2 separate regions of the Mus musculus genome follow, and region 2 is linked to region 1. A link is a contact called in public HiChIP or PLAC-seq data. All regions are on one chromosome and are shown on one strand. The core of a region is the stretch at or near the end of the contact, and the rest is flanking DNA. Distances in the headings are between cores, read along the strand shown. Region 1 holds the start of Cck (cholecystokinin). Region 2 has its middle 37 kb from the start of Cck.

Region 1 (2,946 bases), core at 227-2,726:
GTGTGGGTATTTATTTTGTCCAGTCTTGGTCACACCGCATCCTCAGGGGCTGGGCACAGTTCATAAATCTTGAGGCAAGCGATGGAGGGAAGGAGGCAGCTAAGCGTCCATATCTCAGCCACCGACCCAGGGAAGTCAGCGCCTGTGGATTCTGACCATATCGAACAGCCTTGTGCCCAGCTGCTTTATCCACAATTCCGGACATGCTCGATCTGTCACAGATACATTCCCACAACCTGAGCTGTCTTGTGCGGGAAATCACCCCACAGCATTTAATCTGTTGCTGTTTAAAACATGTTGCCTCTAGGTTGCAGACACCGCTAGAGCCACAACCATGAACCTAAACTCTTGGCATCACTTGCTGTTTCTCATAGTCCCCCTCAGCCGGAAGTCCCCAAACTGTGTGCCTTTTCTATTTAGAAAGAGTTTCTAACCCTTTCTCCATTCACCCTAGCTTGACAGGGTTGAGGGCATGGTTGCCCTGGCTGGTGGTGACCCCAAGTTACAAGCTAGCAGCAAGGAGGTTGCTGTGGGGCTTCCTCAGTATGTGTTCTGTGGAATGGGGTTAGAGGGATTCAGCAAATTCTAGCACCCTGGGCATAGATAATCACTTTGTTATGTGAGAACTGGGGGTTGCAGGATTGTGCGCACTACAGCAGAGAGAGCCCCCTCTCTCCTTCTTGCTTGGTAAGAGTCTTTTTCTCAGCCAAGATCCTCATCACCCAGCGAAATCCCATAACTTTAGAGGGACTAGACTGGAAAGGGTGATCTGAGCTCTTGGGAAGGTGCGAGCCCAGCCCGCATGGCTCAGCCAGCCAGAGCTTGGGAGTGCCTGAGACACTCTCTGGCGCCACTTCACGACCAAAAGCATCAGTAGATGATAGGCCCCTGGGAAGTCGTCGTGGAAAGAAATTACAAATCTTTTTCCCAGAGGCTTTTCGCAGAAAGGCAGGAGCTGCACCCGATCTTACAATTGTGTAAGAATAGAATCCAGGATGCCAACTGCAATTGAGTTCTGAAAAATTGGGAGCCCGATTTCCCTCTCTTACTTGTGAGAGCCCACTCAGGTCTGAGGTGGTCCCAGAGAACACACCAGGATTACATCTGCTGACACCCAGCCTGTGAGGGTCCCCCAGTTTCCTTGAAGGATTTGATCCCCAAAGCTCACTGAACTTGGTCAGCTTCTCCATTGCAGATAAACTCCTGTTTTTCACCGAGAGTGGAGGTGGCACCCTCCCTGAGGTGGACTCTGCACAGGCGCCGAACAGGTGGGAAGGAAGCTCTTTAGATAAAGAGTAAGACCCATGCAAAGTGCCCCCCTGGGAGGGGCTATCCTCATTCACTGGGACGCTTCCCTTCTCTCCGGAGGGCCACATCAATCGGTGGTCCCTCCAGTGGCTGCCTCTGAGCACGTGTCCTGCTGGACTGCGTCAGCACTGGGTAAACAGATGACTGGCTGCGAACCGGGAGGAGCTATTTAAGAGCAGTCACCCTCCCGCCTGCCCTCAACTTAGCTGGACTGCAGCCTTCTCCGCTGGAACTCGCCAAGCCAGCTGATTTCCCCATCCAAAGGTAAGTAGCTGGCTGATCCAACAATCTTGAGTGTGAAGAATATTGGCCTGCAGCTTTGCACCTCTTGCTGTTTAGTCTTTCCTTTTTCTGTGCCTTCCCTCCCTTGACAGCTAGAAAGATTTCCTGAAGTCAGAAATAGCCTTAAAATGCATCTGGGTGGGTACTGCTGCGGAGAGACTTGTTGTATGTTCTGTTTACAGCAAGGCTGGGAATAGCCACTCTTAGGGTTTCTCTGCTGTTCGGAGCACTTTGCAATCATTTAAAAGAAACTACCTAGAGGTTTAAAGATTTATGCCCATTTTCTAAATGCTGCATTAAAAAAATTTTAAGGCTTTGGGGAATAAAAACACATCATTATGATACAGCACCCATCTGCTCAGTTCTCAAGTGTAGCAGGGCTTTGGCCACATCTGAGGACTGGGCACAGATTTCTGGCTTTTGCTTTGTATAGTGACTTCCCGTAAAACGCAGAAGAATCTATATAAATACAGCTTCTTTTTATGGGCCCACACTTAAAACGGCGTTTCCCAGTGTCCTGACATTTTTAATGTAGTGAATAAATTTAATCTCTCACATTTCTCTCCAGAAGTATCCTCCCCGTGTTTGTCTGTCCGTTTGTCTTTCTGTGTCTCTCTCTGTCTCTCTGACTCTCTCTCTCTCTCTCTCTCTCTCTCTCTCTCTCTCTCTCACACACACACACACACACACACACACACACACACACACACACACGCTTCATTCTGCTTTTCTGGTTAGAAGAGAGATGAGCTACAAAGGCGTCCTGGAACTTCAGGAAAGCAAGAGGAAACGCTGCTTCTGATCAGGGCAGAAAAATCGGGACTCTGCGGGATTCCCAGGTCCCAGGTGTGGATAACACAAAAGCCAGGCAGAAATTATCGCGGTGGCCAGGGCGCATCTAGGAACTTCGCTTGGCTACGGTTGAGCCAGTCTGACCCGGCTGCAGCCCCCATGTTCAGCCTCAGCCGACTTCTGTGTGCGGGACTTTGGGCTGGAGCACGCTGAGGCCAGTCTTTGGTTCACTCTCCTCGCCTTTGCTTCCCATAGCCATGAAGAGCGGCGTATGTCTGTGCGTGGTGATGGCAGTCCTAGCTGCTGGCGCCCTGGCGCAGCCGGTAGTCCCTGCAGAAGCTACGGACCCCGTGGAGCAGCGGGCGCAAGAGGCGCCCCGAAGGCAGCTGCGGGCTGTGCTCCGGACGGACGGCGAGCCCCGAGCGCGCCTGGGCGCACTGCTAGCGCGATACATCCAGCAGGTCCGCAAAGGTAAGGGTGTCCGCTCCCCGTCAGGCTTCTGCTGCGGCTCCAATCTTGATCCTTTCAGCACTGGCAGGGAGGAGGAAACAGAGGACGCACAAG
Region 2 (2,963 bases), core at 315-2,814, 37 kb before region 1:
ATCTAGGTCACAGCCCATCATGGAAAGAAGCCAGGGCAGGACCTTGAAGGAAGGCCTTCACGCTATTCTACACAGCATTACCTCTGGCCAGGAACCTCAGAAGCCAAAGAACCATGCAACCACCAGGTTAGATGGACTGGTAGTAACCAGTCAGCTGTTTGCTGACTGGCTCAAGGAAGCTCACACCCAGTTATCTTTCTTATACATCCCTGGCCCTCCTGCCCAGGGAATGGTGCTGACCACAGTGGGCTGAATTCTCTCCCACAGTAATTAACAGTCCTGACAATCTTCCACAGACATGTCCTCAGGCCAGTTTTGATCTTGGGATTTCATCTGAGACTCATCTACTGACCAATTTCTAGGTTGTATCAAATTGGCAATTTAAGATAGAAGGGACAGGATATGCATATTAAAGATTGCACTCATGTAGGATCAAGTAGGGGCCAGCACTCTGCTGGAAGCTGAACTAAAGGCCATTTATGTTACTCGTTGTCAAAGAACTTGTCAACATTTTCCCTGTGTCCTGGAAATTTGAGTGAAGCTGAGTTTTAAAAAATGGGATAATTAATTTGGCAGAGCAGTGTTCACGACATTGGGGGTGTGGCGTGGTTATTCCTCGGCTGCTTTTATCTTGCCTTACAGTGAGACTTGGGACTAAAGAGCAGAGCAGAAGGATTTGAAAAACACCCAGTCGAGCTAAGGAGAGGAATGAGTTAAAGTTTGCATACATTGTGTGTGGTCATCAAAGAGACTGAAGCCATTAAAATGAGGCCTGGCGCTTTCCATGGAGGAAATAGGAAAGAAATCAGCCCCATCTGCTGTAGGCTCCCGAGTGTAATAAGAAGTTCATTGTAGCCCAGGCTGGCCTTGAACTCATGATCCTCCTGCCTCAGTCTCCTGAGTGTTGGGATTACAGATGTGTACCACTGCATCTGCCACCGCCGAATGTTTCTTGTTAGTTGAAGGATGATTCCTGTCTTGGGAGAAATTGCCTGCTCTGACAGACAGGAGCAGTCTGAGTTCCCTGAAGGGCAGATCATGAAGCCCTCACAGGGGGATGAGAGAACTTGGCCTCACTGAAGAGGAAGCCACAAGAAAGTGTAAGATGGAAGGGTTGAATTTGACACTAGTACAACTCTAGGGCAATGGCCAATGGATGTCATTGGGAAAGTGTTTCAAATACAGCGGTGGCTCAGTCCAGAGGCTGCCAACCAAACCAGCCCAGAGAAAAGCAATTCCAGCAATGTCACTGCATACTTCATTGTTCAAGTGGCTTAAAATGTATGGAGTCCCAAACCAACACTCTGGAGAGTGCTTGAGATCTCCAGCCTCCATAGGTGTGGAGGGCATCCTCGAGCAAGCACACACAATTGCTTCAAGTCGGTCTTCTCTTCCTCTCTGTTCTCCTGAGCAGAGTGCTGGGGAGAGTCAAGCGCAAAGCCTGGTCTGGTGGACAAAGAAAACGATGTTTACACTCATAAAAAATTCAGCCCTAATTATACCCCTGGAAGCCAGCAGGCATTGTGAGATCATGTGCCCAGGGTGTTCATCTTGTTAATAGTTGCTGGCCACGGGTACTTATTTTCCGTGCCATTCATAAAGCCTTTGTGACGGGCAGAAACTGCTTGCGTCAGTCCACGAAATTATAAGATAGAAAGAACATTATGGTAATACTTTGGGAATATTTTTATTTAGCATTCGGTCATAAGAATGTCTTTCCTCGGGGCTGGTGAGATGGCTCAGTGGGTAAGAGCACCCGACTGCTCTTCCAAAGGTCCAGAGTTCAAATCCCAGCAACCACATGGTGGCTCACAACCATCCGTAACAAGATCTGACTCCCTCTTCTGGAGTGTTTGAAGACAGCTACAGTGTACTTACATATAATAAATAAATAAATCTTAAAAAAAAAAAAAAAAAAAAAAAAAAAAAAAAAAAAAAAAGAATGTCTTTCCTCTCGTTAGCGATGTATCCTAGCAGATAAATGAAGCAGGGATCGTAGCAGGGCCCTTAGAATTGTGTGACCCAGCGCTGGAGAAACAGCTTGATCCAAAACCAAGTGTTAGCAGGGCCAAGCTCCTTTGAAGACTCCAGGGCGCAGAGTCCTTCTTTGCTTCTTAAGTCTCTGGTGCTTCCCAGAGTTTGCTGGCTGCTACTGAGACACACACTTCCTGTTTTCATGTGTACTGTCCCCCACATACCCTCCCCAGTCCCCTGCACCTCTGTGGTGTGATGTCCTCTCCTCTTCCTGTAAAGATGTTAATCATGGGAAGGTTCGAACTTGAAACTCTTAGATAATTACATCTGCGAGTTGTGTTCCATCCTGAGGCGTCTGGTGTGCACTAGCTTTGAGGGACACTCACTATCTAACCAGGAGGCAACTCCTGCCCCACACGTGCTCTCTGATATGTTGCATTTCCTCACAGAGAGTCTGGAGTCTGGATTTCTGGCTTTTGTACATCCAGAGTTTTGGGTTTGTTTGGTTTTATTTTGTTTGATTTCCGGACTCTTTGGTTTTCCTCACGGGGCACACAAAGCAGGCACTGAGTCTCTGAGGCACCACCTCACCTCCTGGATGCTGTTCATACTTCCCGTTCATCTGGTCCATCTCCACAGTCACCACTTCAGTTCATGCTCTCTTCCCCATGATTGGCTCACAGCAGATTTCCTCACTTCCAGCCTTTAGCATCTAGAATGTTCTCTGTAAGTCTGACAAGTCTTTCTCCTACATACAAACTTTTGATGAACTGATTAACTACAAACTTCATCATGATCTATACTTCTCAACTCCATCTTCCCAGAACAAAAAAAAAAAAAAAAAGACTTCCCTGATCAGCCCAGGCTAGCCTTTCTTCACCAGACTTCCCTGATCAGCCCAGGCTAGCCTTTCTTCACCAGACTTCCCTGATCAGCCCAGGCTAGCCTTTCTTCACCACACTTCCCTGATCAGCCCAGGCTAGCCTTTC

What was found. HiChIP or PLAC-seq counts read pairs in DNA pulled down with a chosen protein or histone mark.
Region 2: an H3K27ac HiChIP or PLAC-seq map of VIP interneurons shows a contact between it and region 1, with 2.6 times the contacts expected there. The contact joins the enhancer-like site here to the promoter of Cck in region 1. A contact is called at or near these places in 6 of 39 promoter capture datasets (the HPC-7 cell line, the SN4741 cell line, frontonasal cranial neural crest and 3 more), 4 of 484 Hi-C or Micro-C datasets (the HPC-7 cell line, the N1E-115 cell line, bone marrow-derived macrophages and 1 more), 3 of 115 datasets of contacts at active chromatin or transcription factors (VIP interneurons, embryonic stem cells and intestinal villus epithelium) and 4 of 9 other capture datasets (adipose tissue, liver, macrophages and 1 more).

What each region holds. Positions count from the first base shown.
Region 1 is chr9:121,494,224-121,497,169 of GRCm38.p6, reverse strand. It overlaps Cck (cholecystokinin), which reads left to right and starts at 1,476. Exons shown (of 3, transcript NM_031161.4): 1 at 1,476-1,572; 2 at 2,638-2,853. The coding sequence starts at 2,640. All of the region lies in intron 1 of Gm38661 (a long non-coding RNA gene), which reads right to left.
Region 2 is chr9:121,531,337-121,534,299 of GRCm38.p6, reverse strand. No RefSeq gene overlaps it. Among named protein-coding and RNA genes, the nearest start is that of Cck, 37 kb to the right of the region's middle. Within about 2 kb of position 1,564, at least 5 of the 459 cell types and tissues checked have an H3K27ac peak or open chromatin away from gene starts, as enhancers often do. A contact at or near this core is called in VIP interneurons, where this site is marked.